Regions from separate parts of the Canis lupus genome. Here region 2 is linked to region 1. Evidence: chromatin contacts called from public Hi-C data. All regions are on one chromosome and are shown on one strand. Each heading gives the region's core, a stretch centred on a gene start, on an enhancer-like site or on the middle of the called end of the contact. The rest is flanking DNA. Distances are from core to core; before and after follow the strand shown.

Evidence for each region. Hi-C and Micro-C count contacts between places; a contact is called where the count stands out from the background.
Region 2: a contact with region 1 is called in a Hi-C map of blood, with 2.2 times the contacts expected there. The contact joins the promoter of ANKRD17 here to the promoter of COX18 in region 1. A contact is called at or near these places in 3 of 9 Hi-C or Micro-C datasets (amygdala and blood).

Annotation. Positions count from the first base shown.
Region 1 is chr13:62,944,632-62,949,276 of UU_Cfam_GSD_1.0, reverse strand. COX18 (cytochrome c oxidase assembly protein COX18, mitochondrial) reads left to right here and starts at 1,908. Exons shown (of 6, transcript XM_038556301.1): 1 at 1,908-2,236; 2 at 4,234-4,334. The coding sequence starts at 1,916.
Region 2 is chr13:63,103,944-63,108,588 of UU_Cfam_GSD_1.0, reverse strand. It overlaps ANKRD17 (ankyrin repeat domain-containing protein 17), which reads left to right and starts at 2,275. Exons shown (of 33, transcript XM_038556309.1): 1 at 2,275-2,886. The coding sequence starts at 2,440.

The DNA.
Region 1 (4,645 bases), core at 659-3,158:
AAAGACAAGCAGACTAATTATGTTGAAATTTAAAAAAAAATCCAATATGCTGCACAAGTTCACTTGCAATGTTAGAGTTGACAAATTATCAGTTGGTCCGTTCAATGTACGGTCATTTCATATTGTACTCTGCAACTCAAGAGTTCCCACAATTTTGGGTAAGTAGTATATACATTAGTGCTAACCCTCCTTTTGTATTGAGCTTTATAACTGACAAATCCTTCCCCCAACGTTCTTTACAAAGTGGATAAGTTCTGATCATCCCTATTCCATGAATTCAGAAATACATATTAATATATATGAAATTAGCAGAAGTTAAATATTCATGAATTTTATTTAGATCACAATATTGAAACTTAGAGCAATGGAACACTTTGAAATGACAATATGTAACTCCAGAAAAGGCGGACCTAATCCACTCCTTTTCTCCTATGGATATTAAAACATCAGAGTCCCGAGGCTTCAGTGCTAACCATGGAAGCACCAACTTCCAGTGACCTCAGTTCTCTGGAAGGAGAGGAATGCAGCAGCGTAAGCACTTGCTTCTTTACTCCCACAGTCTTTAGGCCAAGATATTTGCACTTAAAACTTGTTTCCGCTTTAACGCAGTAGTCACTAGCGATCGGTTGCTTCCTTTTTTGCTTTTTTTTGCTTGTTTTGGTTTCTTTTTAAACATTCTTTTAAAGAATGTTTAATGTTTTAAAGAATTCTTTTATTCATTTATTTGGGAGAGGACATGAGTGGGAGGAGGAACAGAGGGAGAGGAGCATCCTCCAGCGGACTCCTCGGCGTCCACCGCGCGTGGAAGCAAAAGCGAGTGGAACCACGGAGCGACGAAGGCGCCCCCGGTCGCCTTTTCTAACTTGGATGGGTAGGGATACAGACCGGTGTCGCCTTTTCTTTTAAAAAGGAACAGCTACATATACAGAAGTTGGGCCTTGTGTGTTTGAACACGTTTCAGAACTCGTGTCGGTGCGCGATGCACCTCGTTGGCAGGTCCGCATTGCCCCAGCGCTGGCGGGAGGCTTGTTTCAACCAACGTCTGGCTCCGCGCAGACCCAGTCCGGGCTCTAGGGTTCGGGGTGGCCCTTCCGTGATCGATGCACACTCTTTCCAGGAACACACAACTCCAAACCAGTGCAAGCAGATTTGGCCGTATTTCTGCTAATCCGAAGACAAGGTGTTCTGGGTCCTTTACGTGGGGCAGACGTACGCTCCAGGAGGAGTTCACCCCGCCCCTGGAGGAGATGCTCTGGCGTCCAGCACTCCTGCTGGGCTGCGCTCTTTGCAGGGGAGGAAGCACCACTGCGCACCCGGTGTGCGCTCGTGCACTCGGGCTTGGAAATGGAAACAGGGGAGCCAGTGAGGCCTTACAGCGCGCGCCGCACTACGCCCGGTGCACGACCCATGCCCCTTGTGGGCCCCGCCGCGCTGTCACCTCCGTCTCCGGCAGATGTCACCGGGCTGCGCGCGGGGGGGGCGGGGGGCGGGGGGGGGGGCGCCCTCCGGGCAGGAAAACCACCTGCGCAGTTTAACCGGCCACAAACCACACGATCGGACCGGTTGAAAAAGGATGCACGCGCTGAACGCGGCCTGCGAGGCGAGGGCTTCGAGCCACGCCCGGCCGCAGTGCAGGCGGCAGCCCCGCCCCCCCCCCCCCCCGGGCTCCCCGCCCGCCGCGGGCAGTGCAGCGTCTGCGCAGTGGGCCTGCCCCGTGCCGCGTGGGAAAGGCGGGGCTTCCCTACCGATGCGTCATCGCCCGTGCGACGCCGACGCCACTGGCCGGCTGGCGAAGGTCGAGGGTGCCGAGAGAGGGCGCGCGTGCGCGTGGGGGCCGGGGCCGGGGCCGAGGCCGAGCGAAGCGCAGCCGGCGCTGCTCTGTGACGTCGACGTCTGGCGGAGCCCTGGCGCCGACATGCTGTGCCGGCTGGGCGCTGGGCGGCTGCGGAGGCCGCGGCTCGCGGCGCCCACCCCCGCGGGCGGCGGCCGGTGTCCGCAGTGGGCGCGGGCGGTGGCGTCGGGGTCGGCAGGCGGCCCAGGCGGCCCTGGCGGCCCTGGCGGCTGGTACGAGGCCCTGGCCGCGTCGGCGCCGGTGCGGGGCGCGGAGGAGATGCTGCTCGGCCTGCACGCCGCCGCGGGCCTGCCCTGGTGGGCCTGCATCGGGCTCGGCACCGTGGCCCTCCGCGGCGCCGTCACGCTGCCCCTGGCCGCCTACCAGCACTACATCCTGGCCAAGGTGAGCGGCGCGCGGCCTGCGCCCGGAGGGCCGGTGAGGGCTGGTGAGGGCCGGCGGGGGCCGGTGGGGGCCGGCGGGGGCGCCCGCGGCAGGAACACCCGACCCCGACCCCGACCCGACCCCGCCCCCTGCATCTGCCCCGCGCGGCGTGAAGCTCGCGACCGCCTTCTGTCTGTCTAGCTATTTATTATTTTATTTTTTATTTTTTATTTGTTATTTATTATTTATCTATGTATCCATCTACCTATTTATTTATTTAATTTTTATGTTATTTATTATTTATTTATCTACTTATCTATTTATTTATTTGAATATTTATTTATTTTTATTTTTATTTATTATTTATTTATTTATCTTTATTTATTTATCTACTTATCTATCTATCCATCTATTTATCTATTTATCTATTTATTTAATTTTTATTTGTTATTTATTTATCTACTTATCTATTTATTTGTTTATTTATCTATTTATCTTTATTTATTTATTTTTTTTATTTTTATTTGTTATTTATTATTTATCAATTTATCTATTTATTTGTTTTTATTTATTTATTTATCTATCTATTTATCTTTATTTATCTATTTATTTATCTATTTATCTATCTATTTATTTATTTTTATTTTTTATTTTTATTTATTTATCTATTTGCTTATTTATCTATTTGTTTATTTTTACTTTTTATTTTTTATTTATTTTTTGTTATTTATTTATCTATTTACCTATTTACCTATTTATCTATTTACTTACTTATTTATTTATTTATTTATTTATTTATTTATGAGAGACACAGAGAGAGAGAGAGGCAGAGACACAGGCAGAGGGAGAAGCAGGTTCCGTGCACCGGGAGCCCGACGTGGGACTCGATCCTGGGACCCCAGGATCGCGCCCTGGTCCAAAGGCAGGCGCCAAACCAGGGATCGATCCCCCACGACCACCTTCTTAATCAGAAATCTATCGAGCACTGGATACGTGAATCCAGAGATGCTCCGTGACGCATGTGCCTGTCATTTCTTTCCCCTACTAGGTCTGTGCTCTAAGCCCAAGCGGTCACTGAGCTTGCTGTTTGTTAGAGAACGAGAAAGACAGAGGAATCGGTAGAAGTCGCTGTGTGTACGGAGAAACTTGTAGAATTGCCGTCTTGAAGGTTGTGGCAGCCCGTAGGCCTGCAGCATCTTTTGTCCCCAAGTATCCCAGTTCATCTCTCTTAACTAGAAAAAAGCCCTGCTAAGCTACAGCCGTGGGCGAACGTGATTCCTTTTTCAGGCTGTGTCACCTACCGCTCTCGTTGGCCCCAGCCAGAGGCCCGCTTGGCCTTCAGTGCTTCTTTCTCTTCTGTGGAATCAGGATAGTAATAGTTTCCTGGCCCCCTTCACGATGCTATGAGATCAAGTCAGATAACGGGAGTTAAAGGGCTTTGAAAGCAAAATATCATTCAAAGGAGAGGCTTCGAAAAATAATGGTTTTCGTGTTTTCAGACTGTTTTTTAGGGATGGGGGACCCAGAAACAAAGGAAATCATCAGCACCATCGAGGCAGCGAGGCACTTTACAGAAAGAATTAACACGGCGGAAATAAATGCAGACTTTTTGTGACTCTGTGGTTACAGTCTTAATATAGACTTAATGTTTTTCCACTTTATGTTACTCAGAAGTCCAGGGATGAAACATTAAAGTGTAGGGTTCAGTTCTTGTTTAATCCTTATAATAATTCTGTGAAGTAGGTGCTGTTAGACATTTTATATATGAGGGAACGGGGTATTAGAGCTTAAATAACTCGCATAGCTAAGAGTATAGGCTGGAATTTGAGTTTCGTTGTGACTGAAGATACCGTAAGCAAATGAATGACCTTATGCTTAGACTTAAATTTTTTTTTTTTTTTTCAGATGATCAGTAAACCACATTTTTTCAGTAAGAGGAATAGAGAGTAAAATGATGAGTGGTTATGAATAAAGATCCTTTATGTACTTCTAACAAATTTTGCTTTTTCTTTAGCTAGGTGGAAAATTTACAGCCAGAAATAAAAAACATTGCAAGGCATCTTAACCAGGAAGTTGCGGTTCGTGCAAATCAGTTGAAGTGGTCCAAAAGGGTTGCCAGGTAAGCTAATTCTAGGAATATAGACCATATACATAGATATATACTGTATAAGTAGTTCTATTGATTATAGGTTTGGGTGTTTATAGCTTTAGCAGCAAAGTAGTTCTTTCACTCTTTAATAGTTTAATAAGTTTGTGTGGTGTGGTAGTTTTATACAGTGAACTGAAAGCAAGAAATGGAGAAACAAAGAGCAAGTTCCTTCTTGAGGGACTCCAGCCTCCTGAAAAAGACCTGTAAACAAATATGACTGAATTAACTGTTGTAAACAAGGTTATACACAAGGAGCTCAGTCATCGTGGAGTCAGAGAAGG
Region 2 (4,645 bases), core at 1,026-3,525, 160 kb before region 1:
GGGAAGACGGGAGGAACTTTATTAAGCCTGGAAATGAGTGCATCACTTCCATTCACATTTCACGGGCTAAAAGTCATCTACATGGCTCCAACTTGCAAAGGAAATTGGGAGATTCAGACTAGCTATACGTCCAGGAAGAAGAAATGTTTCATGAATGGCTAGTCCAGTCTCTGACACAAGGCTCTGAAAAACAACAAAAACAAAAACACAGACACACACAGAAACAACAACAAAACAACCAACCAACCAACCAAACGACAACAACGAAAGCTATATAAAAATAACAGAAAGTCACTGCAGGGGCTCTATTTGAGCAGGCTTGACTATATCCTACTAGTCCCAATAAGGTGCTCACTTTGCTACTATGGAAGAGATAAAAATTTATTTTCTTCTAATAATGGAATTAAAGTGAGTGCTTTTCCTAGTGTGACGGGCACAGAAGTTAGGATGCAAGGGGTTAATGAGTTACATTCAGACCACAGAGATATTGAGCACAGAATCCTCTCAAAGAATTGCGAAGGAAAGGAAATGGTGTGGAACCAGAGATGTGGGGGGCATCAATCTTCTTTTGACATTTGAAGTAAAGTCATACGACGACGGAATGTGGCCGGGACTTAAGGCTGTAAAAAGTATTCTGGTGAGAAGGGAAAAGAAGGTAAAGAAGGTGCTGATGGATGGATATACAGAGTGGGAGGGAGGAACCCAGCTGAGGTTCTAGAAGCTAAAGCTGCAGCGGGTGGGATACACACTACAGTGTCAGGCTCTGCACAGGAACCCAGCCACTGCTGTAGGAGAGGGACAGGTGGATGGTCAGCTTAGCGTGTGTCTTTTACTACAGCACTTACTATACCAAAAGCCCCTGGAAGTAGAGACTTTGATAAAAACAAAACAAAACAAAACAAAACAAAACAAAACACCAAAAAAAAAAAACGCAAAAAAAAAAAAAAAAAAAAAACCAAAAGAAAAAAAAACCAAAAGAAAAAAAAAACCAAAAAAAAAAAAAAAAACCTATGCACACAGTAGGAACATGATGAACTTCTGTTTGAATGAACTGATTCAGTCATCGCCAATCCTGCCATAGTACTCTGTAGAGTACTGGCAACTGCCCACATTTCATATGGTATGCCAATGCTAAAAAGAAAAAAAAAAATGCTAAAAAAAAAAAAATGCAGCACACTCAATTAAACTCAGCAGTCTTAAAATGGCAACTGTGTCAGCTGAGACGTACTTTTTAAATCCTGTGCCAGTACATCTGCCTTGGGCGTCTGCTTCATCTTCCCTACGCCACTGTCCTCTTGCGGTACCAGCAGGGGAATGATTCCGAGTCCGATAAGCCACGCTCTGACGCCGACAGTCCTGAAGTCCTCCGTGGATGTACAAGTGGAACTCGAGACCCGCCTTCACGACGCTGCCTCCCGGAGATGCTCACACAAACGCGAGGACCGATAACGCCCGCTCCGCAGGGAAAGGCGGAGTCGGCGCGGGGTGGAAGGACTGCTCGGCCGTTCCGTGGAGCATCCCCAAAGCGCGGCGGACCGTCTCGTCCTGCCTCCTCCCTGCTTCCTGGAAACCTCGAAGTCGTCGCCGTCTCCGGCATCACCGAACCGGACTCCTTCCCACCGCGCAACGGGACACCCAGGTCCAGGAAGCGTACGCGGCCGAGAGGGCTCCTTCCCTTGCACGACGCCGTCTCTCAGAGACCCAAAGTCCTTACCACGAGTCGGCGGTGGGGGACACAAACAAACAAGCACCAAAAAAAAATAAAATAAAAATAAATATAAATTTAAAAAAAAAGGCCAGGAATAAAAGTACGTCTCCGCACGACGGCCCACCTGGACCCGGCGGCGCCGCCGTCCGCTCACGGGAGCGTCGGGACCGCGCGCTCGATCTCACTCACGTTCGTCTCTCGGGCGCCCGCGCGCCTCCGCTCGGGCGACGGCTGATGGCGTCACCCGCACTTCCGGCCGCGGCTGCGTTCTAGTCCCCAGCGAGGAAGGAGGAAGGGAGGTCTGAGGCGCTGGATGTGTGGGGGAAATAGCGAGCGAGGGGAAGCGATCCGGGCGCCCGCGGGCTCCGCGACAACGCCCGCGGGCCTCCTCTGTCCCCGCCGCCCCGCATCGGCGGCCGCCCGGGGCTGCCCTCCCTCGCCTTCTCGCGGTCTCCCGACACCCGGTCTCCCTTCACGCCTCGCCCCCCCCCCACTCCCCCCTCCCTCCCCGTCCCTCCCCCTCCCTCCCTCCGTCAGGCTCCCCGCCCTTAGTATCGCGAGACGAGGTGAGAGCTGGCGGAGCGGCGGCGGCGGCGGCGGCAGTAGAGGTGACCGAGGCGGTGGCGGCGGAGGCGGCCCCGAGCGCTGTGCGGCCCCGGTGCGGCCGAAGTCGCGGTAGAGCGTAGCCCCCGCGCCCCTCCCCCGCCCGCGCCCTCCCTCTTTCCCTGGGGATGGAGAAGGCGACGGTTCCGGCGGCGGCGGCGGCGGCGGCGGCGGCGGCTGAGGTAGAAGGGAGCCCCCCGGCGGTGGCGGTGGCGGCCGTGGCGGGCCCCCCCGCGGTGGCGGCGGCGGCGGCGGCGGCGGCGGAGGTCGGCAGCGGCGTAGGCGGCGGCGGCGGGGCTCGCTCGGCCTCCTCTCCTCGTGGGATGGTGCGAGTCTGCGACCTGCTCCTGAAGAAGAAGCCGCCGCAGCAGCAACACCACAAGGCCAAGCGCAACCGGACCTGCCGACCCCCCAGCAGCAGCGAAAGCAGCAGCGACAGCGACAACAGCGGCGGCGGCGGCGGCGGCGGCGGAGGCGGCGGCGGCGGCGGAGGCGGCGGCGGCGGCGGCGGCACCAGCAGCAACAACAGCGAGGAAGAGGAGGACGACGACGACGAGGAAGAGGAGGTTTCTGAGGCAAGGGCCTGGTTTCAAAGGAAGGAGGGAGGAAGGGACCGTACAGGGCCCAGGGGCCGGAGGAGGGAGGGGACTCGCGGCGGGACACGTTCTCGTGGGCTCCTGCCCCTCGGTGGCGCGGCCGTCGCTGTCCCCGTTCCGCCCCGGCCTAAGTCGCGAGGCGTGGGGATGTGGGGGAGGGTAGCTGACACGTGGGGGCGGGAGGCCGCGGGGCCCACGGGCTTGGATGACCCGCTGCTGGCGCTAGGATGCTCCCTCCACGCGGTTAAGCGTGAGGAGCTGGTTAGATCCCCGTGTGCTCACCCGGCGGGGTCCGCCTGGGGTCAGTAGGGCCGTGTAACTCCTGGGGCGGGGGCGGGGGCGGGGGCGGGGGCGGGGGCGGGGCCGGAACGGGAGGGAGAGGATAATAGGCAGCTGGGTCTCTCGCGGAATGGCCAGGAGCTTGGTGGATGGATTCTCCCACTTGCGAGGTGGAAGGGAGCAGTTCTGAGGGGAGGGAAGAAAGGTTGCGACGGACTCAGAGCTAAGAAGTATCTGTGTGTGTGAGAAACACGTGAGAAGCTGTACTTTTCCATACTGTTCTGCTGCAGGCTGCTGCTTTTTTTTTTTTTTTTCTTCTTCTTCTTTTCATGATTAGTTGTGGCTGCTGAAGTAGCTTTTAGTTCTTTGATCCCTCAAGGGTTTTGGATGGATCAAGGGTGAACTGATTTTAGATGCATACACATCCATACGCAACTCAGCGGCTGAAAAATGCGTTTGACTCCTACACGTGCATACCTGTGCATCTTCAGATGCTTCCTTACTAAGGAAAAAGTAAAGCCAGGCTCTGTCGTTTTCCAGATAATGTGGGGCAGCTAAACAGTGCGTTGAAGCCAGCCTTGGTTGTGGTGAGTTGGAATAGGAAGGCCTCTTGGTTTGTCCTAGTGATCTGGTTTCATAACTGTTTATAATTTTTCCTGGGTCCACAGACAGGCGGCGTTGCAGGACCTTATTCTTCAAAGGCCACATAGAACCCAAAAGCTCAGTAAAACATACCATACTGACGAAAAATAAGAGCCTTACTATCAGCTCTTTTGTAACTCTCTCGTCCACTCCCTGAAATGGAAGCTAGGAAAATCTCGATTCGGAGAATGAAGTTGTAACTTAAGGCAGCAGAAGGAAAAATAACCTGAAAGGCTGATTTTAAATCTGAGTTGTAAGAGAACAACTGAATTATCTAGAAGCATCACTTGCCATTATTCTCTTCCACAGAGTTTATCTTGGTGCAAGGCTTGGTTTTTTTTTTTTTTTTTTTTTTTTTTTTTTTTTTTTTTTTGAAAATTGTACTATTGGATCTTTAGTTCCGTTCCAGTAGAGAAATGCGAGTTTGAGACTTGTCCTCTATTGGAAGACCAGATTCTTTTACCTCAGATTGGATGAAGTTAGACAGGTAGAGATGTAATAGTTCAAGTATGTATACCAAAAAGATGGACATTCCCTGCTATTCCGTTATCCTGTTGAATTCCAAGAATAGGTTTGTATTGGTAGATTCTGTATTGGTTTTAGTTGGGCCTTTCAGTATAGTGTGTTACTTGGGCTGCACTTGTAACAATGAAGAGGAGGATGTGGCGGGATTCTTATTTCCAGTAAAATCTATTATGGTAGTTAGAATCACTTCACTTGTGTGATTCTTTGCAGAGATGAGAAACATTTTAGAGATGATCTAGTTCAGCCCTTTTGTTTTAAAAATGAGGAGAACAAGCTTTAGAGGAAACTGTGG